Regions from separate parts of the Arachis hypogaea genome. Here region 2 is linked to region 1. Evidence: chromatin contacts called from public Hi-C data. All regions are on one chromosome and are shown on one strand. Each heading gives the region's core, a stretch centred on a gene start, on an enhancer-like site or on the middle of the called end of the contact. The rest is flanking DNA. Distances are from core to core; before and after follow the strand shown. Region 1 holds the start of LOC112715241. Region 2 has its middle 4.8 kb from the start of LOC140175817.

Evidence for each region. Hi-C and Micro-C count contacts between places; a contact is called where the count stands out from the background.
Region 2: a Hi-C map of an unstated tissue shows a contact between it and region 1, with 3 times the contacts expected there. The contact joins the enhancer-like site here to the promoter of LOC112715241 in region 1. A contact is called at or near these places in 2 of 8 Hi-C or Micro-C datasets (leaf and an unstated tissue).

Annotation. Positions count from the first base shown.
Region 1 is chr10:15,568,024-15,575,905 of arahy.Tifrunner.gnm2.J5K5, reverse strand. LOC112715241 reads left to right here and starts at 5,277. Exons shown (of 4, transcript XM_025767000.2): 1 at 5,277-5,512; 2 at 6,139-6,203; 3 at 7,432-7,543; 4 at 7,672-7,874. The coding sequence starts at 5,450. The coding sequence ends at 7,797. It overlaps LOC112715242, which reads left to right. Exons shown (of 7, transcript XM_025767003.2): 3 at 46-192; 4 at 294-402; 5 at 555-678; 6 at 777-1,050; 7 at 1,809-2,198. The coding sequence ends at 1,916.
Region 2 is chr10:15,429,319-15,437,200 of arahy.Tifrunner.gnm2.J5K5, reverse strand. No RefSeq gene overlaps it. Among protein-coding and RNA genes, the nearest start is that of LOC140175817, 4.8 kb to the left of the region's middle. Within about 2 kb of position 4,055, at least 3 of the 3 cell types and tissues checked have open chromatin away from gene starts, as enhancers often do.

The sequences.
Region 1 (7,882 bases), core at 4,028-6,527:
TTTATGATGCTTAACCTAAAAGGATATATCATGAAATTCTTGCAGGAAGGGTTTGCATTTGCTCACTGCACTACCTGCAAGGCTCCTTATTATTTGCGTGTTCATGTTGCTGCTGATAGAAAATGGCGTACCTTGAAATTTCGATTCTTTGTCACCAGAGACATTTTGTTTATTTTTCTGTCTGTCCAGCTTGTAGGTGAATTATTTCCATTCCTCAAACTAACGTATCCATTTATATTTTATGAATCACATATAGATAATCTGACACGGAGCCCTATTGCCTTTGCATGCAGGTCATTGCTTCGCTGGCTTATTTGGTTTATCTAATAGATGGTTACCAGCAGTATTGGCTTCGTCTTCTCTGGGGTTTTGATAGCGAACTGAGCTTTTACTACATTTGTGGTAAATTACATTTAAATAAGCAGTGTGCATCAAATACTTGTACAATATTCGTTCCTACATTTTCTTTTTCTGTCTTGAGTTCAGAGTCTGATTTTTTCCATATATAATATATTGTATTGGTGTTGATTTTGTGTTGGTATTATCAATTGCAGGAGCGCTGTTGTTTTTTGCCCTGCTTGGTCTTTCTGGGTGCTTCATCACTTGCTATGATCGACGAGTTCGCAATGATTTGGCTCAGCCTTGTAGAGAATTATGTCTTTGTTGCTGTCAACCTGGGTAATAACCCTTATTTTACCTATATATGAGTCTTGAGACTTGGATGTTGTTAATAAATAGTTTCTGGGATGATCTTGTTATGGTTTATATCATTGCAGAGTTTGTGCAGATTGTCACTTGCCAGGCACACTTTGTATGTGGACTGACTGCACCACATGCTTTGAGAGTTGTGGAACAATGGCAACTGAATGTGGTGGATGTTTGGGAGGTGCTGGGGAAGCAGGACTACCATTATTATTCATAATGGCTTTGATTGTTCTGGGACTTTTCACTGTGATTGGGATATTTTACAGTGTATTGGTAGCTACCATGGTAGGACAACGGATATGGCAACGTCATTATCACATACTTGCAAAAAGAATGTTAACCAAGGTGCGATTGGTTTATTCTCCAATTTTTAGTGCAATTTTTGGTATTGCTATGAACTGTCAAAATTTGCTGCATTTTTTGCCATTGCTATTCTGCTAAACCCAGCTTAATACCTAATTGATATGCCCAATTAGCACATATTTCACTTAATTTCTGTTTATCATCTAAAATTATAGATAGTTAATATTTTTTCTGCTTCAACTAATTTAATGCTCTCTTGCATTATATTAGTAATGATTCAAAGTATTTATGGATAGTTTATGGATGCTAAATCTATTCTATTTACTCGATTGTCCCTTGCCGGGAATGGTTCCTTTATGTGAGATCACATGTTATAGTGCCCACCATTTATTAAAGGTGAGGCGAAGTGTGGGATTCACAAGAGCATAATCAACAGTGAAAATAAGCATGACAAGGTCATAAGAGACTTTACTGTTATGCATGAGAGGTTCCATGCTCTTATAGTTTACCGAGTGGTTAACAAAACTAGAAGCTGAATATGAAAAGTGCAATAGAAAGTACTGGACAAAACCACTTAGTGTGGTATCAGTATTAAAACCATGACCCCCATATTTGTTTCATGCATGGTACTACTATACCATTTCTTCCTGGGAACCCTTTAAGGGAGGATGTTTTGACTTGCATTTTGTGCCATCGCTCATATTTTATATCTAACTGAATGTTTGATGCCAAACATGACGGTTCCTTGAAAAATTCTGAATATTCTTAGTTTATGAAATTCTTGTCCTTTCTCACTACAGGAGTATGTGGTCGAAGATGTTGATGGAGAACAGACAGGGTCTGATTGGTCTCCCCCTTCTCTCCCACCTGAGCATATTCAACAGCTGAAGACACTGGGCCTCCTTTGAATGTGAATAACTACTCAGTCATCTACTTGGTACACAGACCAGTCCTCCGTGTTTTAGGAAGATGGTCCTTCAAACAAAGATGCACAGCTACTTGTTAAGAATGTAATAGCTGCTTATTTCAATTTGGTTAGAGGTGTACACGTGCTGTTATGTGAAAATTTGTGAATTTCAGATCCGTTTTACAATTGTAAAGAAAATCGTAGAGAATTCATTGAATGCACAATAACAGGTTACAGGTATGTTGCCGATTCGCCGTGCCGGTTGGCAAGTCTTGTTTTCTTCTATGCTTGCTGTCCATGTCTCAAATTTTGCTGATGGCATATTTCTGAACTAGAGAGACTACCAACTACAGCAAAGTAATTTTGTAAAATAAATTCTGTTGCAGCATGGCAACAGAAAGTTCGGAATTTTCGTTAAGTTTACTAGCTCTGTTCAAAGCAGCTGAAACATAAAACAAAAAGAGCTGTTTACGAATATAGGATTTAAGGTTAATTACAAGCTAATCATGACCAAATTTTATATTTAGATAAACATTATCTAATATTCGTAATTTGAAAATTTTTAAATCTTTGAAGTTTTAACAAAAAAAAAATTATAAAGTAAGTCACATGAGTCATTGAATTTTTATGTAGTATAAAATAAACTTGCAAGGAATAGAGACAGGGAATGGTTGCTGATTGCTGAAGAAATAAGGCGTCGGATGTTAGTTTAGTATATATATTTTATTCTTTTAGTACAATATAAAACTAATCGAGTAATTGGATTGATTCAGATTTCGCAATTATAAAATTAATATTCAAAATAATTAAAGTCGGGTTTAATCGAGTCTTACCCGATTATGCAATGGCCAATGCATGGGTTAGTTTTGTTCGGATAATCGAATGACCTAGAACACTCTTAAAACGAAAGAAACCATTTCACCCTTCCACCATCCATCAATGCACTGTGAGCAAAGGCACGTTTCCAAGATGCTGAAAGGTGAATCCAAGGCATTAAACACGTCGGTTAGATACTTAAACTATGATAGCGTAATAGATGGATAGAGACTTAGTGTGTGTTTGGATTACAATTTGTAAACTGAGGTTTGTATAAAATTGATTTTATAGAATTGATTTTGATCAAAAGTGAATTAGTATTAACGTGGTTTATGTTTGGCAATTTTATTCAAAATGAATTATAGTAAACTAAATATTGTTTGGATGGCATTATTCAAAATTATTTTTGAGTAAAAAATTACAGAAAATAACATGAATTTAAATAATTATTTTATGTTATCTTATATTTTATTTTAAATATTTAAATAAATTTTAATATTTTTTTAGTACTCTAACAGAATTAATTGAATCATAATACAAAGTAAGAAAATATTCTATGTAAAAAAAATAACAATAACAATAAAAAAACTCATAAAAAAAACAGAAATTTTATAAAAAAATAATAATATGTATAAGAGAGTATTAGAAAAAATATTATAAAAAAACAAACATATGAATAATGAAAGACATAATTGGTACATAGAACATCATTTTTAATCCAACGTAAAAAGCTAAACAAAAAAGTTAGAATTTATAGCTTTTGGTAAACGTGGATTGAACATAAAAATCATTTCTGCGTTTAGAGTATAAAAATGTTGCCAAACACAAAGATGAAGCATTCAAGAAGATCAAACACGCTTTTCTCTTCTCCAACGCAAATCCAAACACACCCTTATAAATAAGGGAGTATTCATAGATCGAGTTGGATCAGATTCGAGGTAAATTAAAATCGAATCAATTGAATTATAATTTGTTTAGATTTAAGTTTTTTTTTGTATAGCTAAATTAAATCAACTCGATTAAAAACGAATTGGTTCAGTTTAAATAATTGAATACATGATAAAACAGAAATTTATAAAAAAATAAAAAAATAAAATTTTATTTAAAAAAATCATATAAATATAATAAATCAAATAAACAAGTCAATAATTTAATTTAATTAATAAAAATTATATATTAAATATAGTTAGATTATACTAATAATCAATAAAAATTATATATATTTTTAATTTAATTAATAAAAGTTTAAATTTACGAGTTAGTTCAAATTTTGCATCTCTAAAATTATTATCCGAATTAATTAACACAATTAATTAACATAAAATAACATTGATTTAATTTAAATTGTATCTGATTATTCATTGATTTCGGAACCAATTTGATTGGTTCGTTTCGATTTCGAACGAATAATCAGGTGGCCTAAACCCGTGAACACCTTATATTACAAGCGGAACGTTGTTTACACTCCAATATAGTAATATTCTAATGTATTTTTGGGAATCTAATATCCTTTAAGAATGGATCAAGTTTATGAACGTAATCGATAGCGTCCAGCCGTCCACGTCGATAGTTGTATTGTGGTTTTATTAATGCTATCCCAACCTAACTGAATCTAATTACAGTATCTCATGTAAAATGTTGCATAATACACATGATTCCTAGCATTATATCGTACTAGATTATTAGATAAGATACGTGGAAACATGCTATTCACAGCCAAAAGGTCCAGTGGTCTGTGCACTCACGTTTAAAATGAAGAATGGAGATAGGGATAGCTTTCGACATGTGAATTGTGAAAGACGTCAGGTTCTTTATTATCTTATTAATTTTTTTTTCCATAGGCTATGATTTTTAGTTCTTACTTCTTGGATAGATCTAAGCACTAAGCAGTTATAAAAGGAAACTCTACCCACGGTTCATAAATTCTGAACCATGTGATTTTGACCAGCATTTCATGTGAAATCCTAAGTGTTGACTTTAATAAAAAGAGCACTGTTGATGACCTACCACATAATTTTTATTTTTGTTTAGAAGAATGTAAAATTAATTATTGCGACCACTACGATAAAATGATACAGTGAAATTTGTTCAACAAAAAGCTCACATGGACTAAAATGCCACATCTCTTTTTGACTAACAACTAAATGCATATATAACATGATAATTTATATATTCTATCATAATAATACCCTATCAAAGTCCTAAATAAATTATAAAATTTAATTTTTTAATATTTAAAAAAATTATAAATTCTTCCAAAATTTGTTCTTACATGTTCAGAGAATATTTAAAATTTTAAATAAGAAATAACTTTCATAACCAATATTAGTTAGTCAAATAATCGCTTCATTTGATTTTCTATTTAATAATTTATTGATTAATAATAAATTTTTAAATAATCTTTAAATTTATAATTAATTAATTCTTAACTTATCGAATTAAAAAATACCATTAAAAAAAACCACTTCCATGACCCACCCATTTAAAAAGTGTATCCACCCAAATATCTAAAATCAGCATCTCCATTTTTAGGCTTCAATTCAGCGTTCAATTCATTCTTATCCGAAAAGAAAAAGCCCATCCACTTTTCACACACTCGTTTCTATAGTCCCCTAGCTCCTATAAATATCTTGTTGCATTTCTTCATCTTAAGAATCATAACTCAAAGCAACATCATATATTTGGTACCATACAATAATATAGCGAGAGAAATCAAGAATGTCTGACATCGCTATGTTGGTGGCAGAAGAGTACGAGAGGAGGACCAAGAATCTTAAGAAGGTAGAGGGAGAAATGACGTTGGTTTCTTCTTCACTATTATTGGGTCTCACTGAGAGGCTTGTTAAGGATAAGAGGGTGTTTCCAAAGTGGGTTTTGAAATGGGAACCAAAGACCCAATTTGCCATTGCTGCCTCAAACAGTTTCTTCTCTGCTTAAAATATCTTGCTGCTTTCGCTTTCGTTACTTGGTAGTCGGACTAGTTGCTACCTAATTATATATTTTCCTTTTATTTTTCTTTTTTTTTCTTTCTCCATGAAATTTTCTTTTCTCTAAGTTCATGTGAATTACAGTTAAATTCAATTTTATGAAAGTCGAACTGGATATTAAGCCAGACTAGATAATAATGGTTCATCAGAATATTGTGGTTTAACTGGACTGTGATTAAATATATATTTATATTTATTTTGGTTCGGTTAGAACAATTTTGCACATTGAAAATTTTAAAAAGAGTAATACCCTAATACAGTCTCTAAGAAATATTATTGAGGCAAACATTAATTTTTAACAAAATTTAATTATTTAATCAATTTTAAATTTTTATTTTGTTAGACATTAATTTTTACATTATGTTGTTTGTCTTTATAAAAGGACTGATTTATTAATTTTAAAAATTTTGTATAATGTAGTTATGTTGGCTTGTGGTAGGACATAGCAGATGTGGAACAATAAGATGTGCAGACAAATCAGGCAGGTAGCATCTTTATAGAGAATTTTGATATTTTTTAATACAGTTAGTGTGTGTTATAAAATGGTGCATAATTATACATTATCGAAAGAATATATTATTAAGAATTTGGATCATTCTCAATATATAACTTTTAATCAGCTTAATCTCTTTTATTTTTTTAATTATTTTATACTCCTCATTATTTGCTTAATCTCATTATTTACTGTAATAATGTAATTAATAATATTTTATATTTTTTTATAGTTTCGAACTTTAAATAATTTTAATATAGTGTTATAATTTTAACTAGTATGACAACTTTAATAATTTATGATATTAATATTTTATAATTTAATTATGTTAATATTTTTAAGTAGTCATAATTTATAACTATTGTGTAAGTAATTTATAATTATCTTAATAGTATTATGTAGTTTGTAAATAATTATTTTATAATTTTCATATTTTTAAAATTAAAGTTTAATTTTTATGTTTACCACTTGATAATTATATTTTAAACAATTTAATTTAAAATTATTCTGTAATTACTTAATATCTTAATAATTTATTGTTCTGTAACTAAATTAAAATAATTTCAAAATTTAATTTTTTATAAAAACAGTTTAATATTTTATTTCATTTTATAATTATGATATGTTCTATAAAAAATTGTTTTATACAAATTTGTTTTAGCTTTTATATTAAGTTATATATTATTTTATATTATTTTGCTTAATGTACAAAGATAATTTAGAATTATTTTATACTTTAAATATTTCTGTAATTATAGTTTAATTATAATTGTGTTGTATTTAATAATAATTATTTTATAATTATTATTTTTATTGAACTTTTTATATTTATTAGTGTTATGTTATTTGTATCGGCCACCAAAATATTGTTGCCCCAAAAACTTGATCTATTAGAGACGTAAAATGAGATTAGAGTCGACACATTCTGATTGACTGAATTCTATCATGTCTCAAGAATGAGTGAAATAAAAAGACATGTTGCATTGCTTACTACTTGAGTCAAAAAGGTGAAAGCTTGAAATTTACACTTTTTACTATATGTAGTACACATTTTTGTCTCCCTATTGATGTGGGTATCATTATCGATAGAACAGACAATAGTCATGCCTTCTTGGTAAACAAGCGCATGGCAGTTTTTGGCAGAGAACTTTGAAGCTAAGCTAGTACTAACTCAGCAAGTTATATAAAGTTAACTGTCATGGGTTTGCGTATCATTTCAGTGCATACATGACGTCAAAATCCAAGGCACACATAAAAGGTGTGTGGAACATCAAAAGGATGTTGGCTTGCATGTCAAACTACTGCACTCTACACAACCATATCACCTACCTCGTTAGTATCCTGATTCTCGTCATTGACTTCGTAGTTGGCTCTGAAGTCCTCTTAACCCTCATTGTTGTTTGCTTTGCAGATTACTCTATTATCATCCATGTTTGACTCGTGTTAAATTTTATCTGTAGCTATATGTTCAAACTCAACATACAATTCAACATCGACATTTGAGCTTGAGTCTTTTGATGAATCTGAAACATCTATTACATACTTGCTTCTTCATCAACGATGGATATTGTATCAAACTGTATTAGCGTAGCCTACCAAATATGATAACAGGATTTCTGTACAACTCACTAAAAGTCCCACTTTTATCATCTCCTTGAACTCAGTCTAGAA
Region 2 (7,882 bases), core at 2,806-5,305, 140 kb after region 1:
TGTAGCATAAATTCTCAGAGTAGATGACAATGGTGTAGCACATGATTTGCAATTACTCATACTCACTTTTGCAAGCAATCTTGCACATACTTATCTTGAGACATCATTAATCCCCCATCATTAGTCTTGTTCACTTGGATTCCCAAGAAATAGTGAAGCTCTCTCTTGTCCTTCAACGCAAAGGCTGAGTTGAGCTTCTAAGTAACTGTAGTGATGACTTCTATACAACTTCCAATCACAATGATATCATCAACATAGATCAATACATAAGTGATGGAGGATTCTAGTTGTTGCACAAACATTGGCACATATGATTTTATTGGTGAAAAGCCAAGTTTCTGAAGTGCTAAAGAGAGCTTATGATATCAAGCTCTAGGTGCCTGCTATAGGCCGCATAGAGTGCCTTTATAAGTTTGCAAACTAAGTTACTGTCACTAGATGTGTACCCCTATAGTTGCTTCATGTAAACATCCTCAGTGAACTTTTCATGTAAAAATGCATTGTGCACATCAACTTGCTTTATTGACCAACCTCTTACTAGTACTATGGATAGTATGATCCTAACTGATGTTTGCTTTACAACTGTACTGTAAGTCTCGATAAAGTTAAAGCTTGGTCTCTGAAAAAATTCTAGAGCAACGAGGAATGCCTTGTGCTTCTGTAGGCTACCAGCAGCGTTGTACTTAAGCTTGAAAACTCATTTACTACCTATGGACTCTTTGCTAGCATGTAGTAGAACAAGTTTCCATGTGTTGTTCCTCTTTAAAGCCTCAAATTCAACATCCATTGTAACAACCCAATTTTTGACAGGTCTGGATCATTGCCAGTCATTAGATGTCAGTTCTCAGTAATCCTATAAAACTCTAGACTCGATAATATTTACTACATATGAGCCTTTCATACTAACGAAATTGCATATGTTAGCTTATTTTTATCATATCTTTTTTCTTAATAAACCTATTAGCAACAAACAAAATTATCATTAGAGATATACAATATAAAATTAATGCCAAACTAACAGCAAATTAAATAGCAACGAGATTACAAAAAAACTTTCATACCTATATACATCCCAAGTTAGTTCATACAAACTTGACATGCTTAGATATATATACATATAGACATATATACAACTGACAACTTCCTATATACCTGGTTCATGTAGACAACCCCTAAGTTAGCACCCGGGCTAACAAAAGAAAGTTCAAGTCCTATTCCTCAAGAAAATACTACAAAGTCAGGTAAAGCAGAGTTTAAGAAACAAAAGAACCTCTATCCTATTACTGCATCTACTAAAAATCTCTCGTTGTCTAGGTCTGAGCTCCACTTCCACCACCACCACTGCTCCTTGTATCAGAAACTATAACGATAGTATCATCGGATCCCCAGTCCGGATCCTCACTAGGGTCTTCCTCGAAAGAAGTCAAAACATGTCCAGCGTTATCCTGCCTTGCTGGTCTAACATCATACACAGAGGGTCTATCTGGGCATCCAGATCAGGTATCACGATCGGCTCATACTTTGGTGGATTAACTGGTGGAGAAGCTGGAGAAGTAACAGGTAATGGACCAGTATAAAAAGTGCCTGGCATGGCTGGATCACTGAAGTACTGAGGAGGAAAAGAATGATAATCTCTCAGTGGATGAAACATCACTGATATCGAACTTTTGAAAGGATTATCAGGATCAAAATGAGCACTATATAGTAGATAATCGAAAGATCCACTATAACGTATATACATGTGGGTGCACAACTCTGTCCAAATAATGGCTCGATCTCTCAGTGGGTCTCCAAATATGCGTTCTTTTGGTAGCTCAACAAATAATATTTTGTGGAACATAGCTATGTTCGACTCTTTCATCTGTGGGGACATGAAAAAAGAAAGGGGGTGAAAACCTATATGGTTCCCAGTAAGGTGTAGCGTGGAAAGCCTATCCCTCTCGTAAAATCTAGAGTTCTGATTCTAACGTAATTACTCACTTGCTAGGTCTATTAGCTATTTTTGTATCGCAAACTCTATCATAACTCTATCTTGGCATCCTCCTTTGGGGTTAATGTACCTCCTACGCTATTCTCTACAACTGTTATTCCTAATTTTACTTTTTTATTCTAAACTTTGGAGAATTTAAATCATATAATTTAAAAAATATAGAATAGAAAATTAGCAAGAAGCAGATAGCACATAGTAGAAAGAATGAACAATAAATAATCACAATCAAATGCGCAAACAATTTATGATACATGCCTGTCCCTAGTGCGGATCATGAGCTCACGTGTCGGTTGACTATCTACTTCCCGAGATTACCTGAGAATAAACTCAGATATGACTTCTCAGCTCAGTCAGTAATGCAACTCTGTTGGTATGCACCTGTCTAAGAAGTAAAACAATTGGTTTCTCAGCTCAAGCAGTAAAATAATTTCCAAAGCAAGTGCCTGGTTGAGTAAACGACTGTTTCTCACTCTGGTAGGCGTCCCTACTCTACACCCTTCTCCTTTTCACCATATAATCCGCTATGGTTCAATCAGAGCAAGCCTCACCCCTTCTCACCAGACAATCTGCTTTGTGTTCATTAAGGCAATCAATATATTATAATTTATTCAATTCTGATTCTCTCCAGAATTTTTAAGTTTAGCCAGTTCATCCATCCTGACCAAGGGCTCTTCTCCCAACCAGTACATTTTCCGTGGCTGGGGGTCTCTGCCTAGTCAATAAAATATGTTCCATATCATATTTTATTAGTTTGGAGACTCTCCCTCACTGAGCACTTGATTAGTGAGGTTGTCTGCCTACCAATGTTACTTTAATGGGACTTACACAGTATTTTGAGGCTTTTCGTCATTTTATTCGGAAACACTTAGTTTTGTAGTTTTTAGAATCTTTCTAAGGTTTGCTCTCTCGGAGATCTTTAACAAATAGAGCGTTCTTCTTTCTAAGGCCGTGGCTTTAAGTCATACAACTTACCGACTCTAATGTTGATGTTTTCTTTGTCGTGCTCTCTTCTTACAATACTAATATGATGCATTCTCTTCCATGAGAAAAATTATCTTTACTTTTCTTTCATGTATATTTTTATTCATATATTATTAACTATCTTTTACTTTCTTAATTATTATTTTTTTTTGTAACTTATTACTTTTAATTCATGCTCTTGCTTCTTTAGGTTAATGCCTTCTTGGCAACTATTTTTCTAATTAATAATTGATATAACTAACGAACTCGGAATCACACAAATTTTATATTCATGCGTTCGTGACGAATTCAAGTTTCTCACTATATAGACGTTATAATTTTATGGGTTCGGGAACTAATGGTATACCAAGAAAACCGTGACTGCTTCTTTGGTTTTTCAGAAAACGTACTCTTTACTTGTGGAGTGGTTGTACATCACAAGTTAAATGGTTGTACGTCGCGAAAGCTTTATGCACGAGCTATATCTCTTAATGACGTTAATATATACGTCTTAAGATTTGATTTAAATCAGATTTTATAGCATTACGATCAAAGTTGAATTTTATCAGAAATTTAGAAATTTTATTTTTAGTCTTTTTTTTAGAATTTAATAAAAAATAAGAATAAAAATAAAAAATAATATTTTTATTTTTTTCAATATTTGATTTATATTTTATTTTTTAATTTTTTTTTCTAAGATCTTATAAAAGATAGTGAAAATGCTAGCCTCAATGATTAATTAAATAATATGTTCACTTGCATATCTTGGTGGATTAGGGTATATTTTTATTTCTATTTTGCGAACGCTAATAATAAAATGACACTGCATATCTTGATGACTATTCTTCTACTCCTTTGTATTTAGAGAAATAATATGTTTATATCTTTATTTGTATTAAAAAAAAACAGATTTTTTATATGGCCAATACTACGGTGATGAAGGCCTTTATTTTTTATACGTGATGAAGGCCTTTATTTTTTATACGTGATGAAGGCCTTTATTTTTTATACGTGATGAACGTACGTGGATGAAACTACTTCTATACACGTGGTTTATATACTGACTGAATTGGGGACAATTACCAAATCCAAGACAGAGGCATAATGAGCTTGTCGTTTCCGGCGTTAACAATTAGCAGAAGTTAATGCTAATGTTAGTGTAATTATTGGGCTGTTTTTAGTGGGCCTAAACTTTTTGTACGAGGTAGTTATGGATCTCATTTTCCTTTTTAAATCCAAAAACAGAAGTGTTATGGGTAGAGTTTTTAATCCAAGAAAGAGGATTTTGGATAGCAAAAAAAAAAAAAAAAGAAAATCTGTTGCTGAAAAACAAAATAAAAAAACCGTGTTTTTTGTCTCAAAAAAATAATCATGATGATGAAAATAACAGTAATTACATGAGCTAGAAAAAAGTGGTATTTACTGGAAGAGTAACACTAGCCACAACGATAATAATAATAATTTTTACCAAATAATAATAATAATTAGGGAATTATGTTTAAGGTTTATGGAACATCACAAATTATTCAGCTTTTTGATTTAGGATTTAGGGTGTATTTTGAGTGTGATAATTTTTGTGGAGGAATAGATTTTTGTTGAATGAATTTAGAAAAAAATTAAATGAATGCTATTAGGCTGGGACATATTTATGTAGTAATTTGTGGAGACAAGTGTTTTTACTATAATTTTAAATTTTTTGAGTAGTATACAATGATAATATTCATTTGTTTCTATTAAATTATTGAATTTGACTTCATAATAATTTGTTACTTAACTTTTGATATATAATAGTCAATTTAAGAATTTTATATTAGATGATTATTAGAATGACCAATTCTCAGTTTAAATGAGATTGATGTTGTTTGTTATAAATTGACTCGAAAAAAATCTTCTTTTGAAATTAGCTTGAGCTTTTTCGGTAACAACTGTATTAATTAAAACAACTTTTTCAACTATTAAAATCAGTAAGAGTTGGTTCCTAAAATATAAGAAGTGGATTTTTAAATAATTATTTACTAATATGTATAGAAAAAGAGCAATTTTGATTGTATTATTGAGAAAAAGGTTACTCAATTTTTTCAAAATATAAAACTTAACAAATAGAATTCTAAAATATATGTTATTATTTAAATTACTATTTTAATATTTTAATTTGTAAAATAGATATTTGAAGACTAATAATATTTTACAATAACAAAATATAATTATCACAATAATCATGTTATATATACGTAAAAAATAATCACTCATACAGAATACATATTGAAATACAAAATACACATTAAAAATAAGTTAAACAATATATATTTATACACAAATACATAATGATTAATGGATAATTTGATAGCTGATTTATATATACACATAAGATAAGTCACAAAAAAAATATACACATAAGATTGTTATTAAAAAAAATTATTATTATGTTATACATATTTTGCTCCTACTGTCATAATTTTTTGAATTTGTGACTGTTGTTAGGATTTATTAATATTAACAGTTTATGAAAGAAATAATTTTTTTTGTATATGATGAATAATTTTTTCATAATACTTTGTGTTCATACACTGGCCCATAATTCAAGCAAGCCCAAAATGACTAAATCTCAATTAACATGTATCATTCGGACCGATACCTACCCAACCTTATAGAGGTCAGATACAGCAACACGAGTTTGGTCCTACTTATCTAAATAAGTAACCAATGTAATATTCTACCACACAGAATCTTATGCTATAGTCATAAAACTGAGGTGGCGAGGTATTACGACCTCTAAGAATAAAATCATATATATATAATATAGGTGAAATGAATATATATTTGAGGAGTCTTGAAAGAACGTTTAAACAATAAATCGCAAAAATAAAAGCGCGTCGCTCGCGTGAACGTAAATCGAGTAAAATGGGAAAGGATCATATATAAGTATAAAGAGTAGAATGTCAAGAGATACAAAATACCGAATCTCCAACTCAACCTGCGAAGTTAAGGCTAGCCGAAGTATAAATACATAGATATACATATCCCAAAATAGATAAAACAACAGCCTATTTCTCCACATCGGACGCTGCCCCAAAGAAGTCTGGACCTCACGTTCAGGCCTATTCCATCCGTTTTAGGTAATCCTCAGAACATTAGCATTGTTGCCAGGGACCCACAAGTTTACACCCAATCATGGTGGATGATCGTCTTGAAGACGAACATATGGCATCCGAATTTTAGCCAGAACATCACAACAACGATCATGCGCTTGTAGTCCCTCCACGACAAGATAGAACAGACGGCCATAATGGGAGGGGACTTCACGAAATCCGCAACCCAAAAGGATAAATTCAAAAACCCACTCACCTGAGGATATGGTGAACCAGATTCCAGTAGAACTCATGTGCTTGGTGGACGGACACCACGGATGATTGGAGCAGCTCGAGATTGAACTGAAGCAACAACGATAGTCCGAACGAGCTCTAAAAAGGGAAGTACGACGACGATGAGATTCAGAAGGACAAATTGAGAAACTTGAATCTGACCTTCGAGGTCAGAGAGCTCATGTTGATTGGGAAGAGACTCCCTTTCGGGGGTGAAGATCCATTCACGGAAGAGATTTTACGGGTTAAAGTTTCCAGGATTTTGAAAAGCCCAGACATGGACCTCTATGATGGAACGACCGACTCGAGACACCATCTTAGTAGCTTTAAAAGTCGAATGTACTTGGCTGACGCGTCGGATGCAACTTGTTGCAAGACTTTCCCAACGATGTTAACTAAAGCGGCAATGAAGTGGTTTGGCAGTCTACGACCTAGGTCTGTAACTTGTTTCGACAACCTTACAAGGAGTTTTTTTACCCGGTTTTTCATCCTGAAAAATAAGGTCAAAGACTCTACAAGCCTTTTAGTGATCAAATAGGAGGTCGGACAAACTCTTCGAGCTTTTATGGAAAGATTCAGCAAGATCTGCCTGAAGATTTAAAATTTTTCCATTGAAGCTGCCATCATGGGAAGTAGTTAATGGCCTGAAAGAAGGTCTGTTCTCCTAATCCATGTCGAAGAGGCACCCGACCTTCCTGTACAAAGTACAAGAACGAGCGAAAAAGTACATCAACATGAAGGAGAATGTCCGATTAAGAGAGTCTGCCCCAAGACACATGTCGATAGTGTTCTGAATAAAGAAGGCAATTTTTTATGCAAAACAACTGCGGGAGTATCGTGTCAGACGTCATGTGAATTAATTACGTTTATTTCATCTTTAATTCTAATATACGATTTAGTATAAATTGTATTCTTGAGATAATTGAAAATTCAAAAGAAGAAATGAGATATTTGTTTATGAGGTTGTGAGATAGAGTTTTTGTAATTATTTTAATATTTATTTTTAAATTAGACAATTAAAAAAATAAAAATAATAAAAAATATAATTTTGTCACTTTTATTATTTTTACCTTATTTTACTTATTTTAGAGTAAAAATTATTTGGAAATTAATTTGTCTAAATTTTAATAATAGACATATAAATTTATTATTCTGACAATACTATTGTTACATGTTAATGTGATCATCTAAACCCTAAACCCCTTTACCTCATGTGCAATAATAAAAGTACAATTATACAGCTTATGTTTTTTTTTTAATAAAATCCAGTTAAATTGCTATGAAATTTAAGAAAGAATTAAGTATTCAAGAAGTTATAATCAACAAAGTGTTAGTTTCGTTATTATTATGAAATAGGTATACAAAATTGTACTCTTTTTCCATGATAATTAATTTTATTTTCATGTTAACGTAATCCTGTTTGGGTATTTGTTGGGCCTTTTGGGCCGGTATGTATCATGTTTTTGTTATTATTGTCATTATTGTTAGATGGGGATTAAACCCAGAGAAGAATCAGAATTATAAAACTATTCCAATCCATTTATTTGGAATACATAATTCGGCTGCAAAA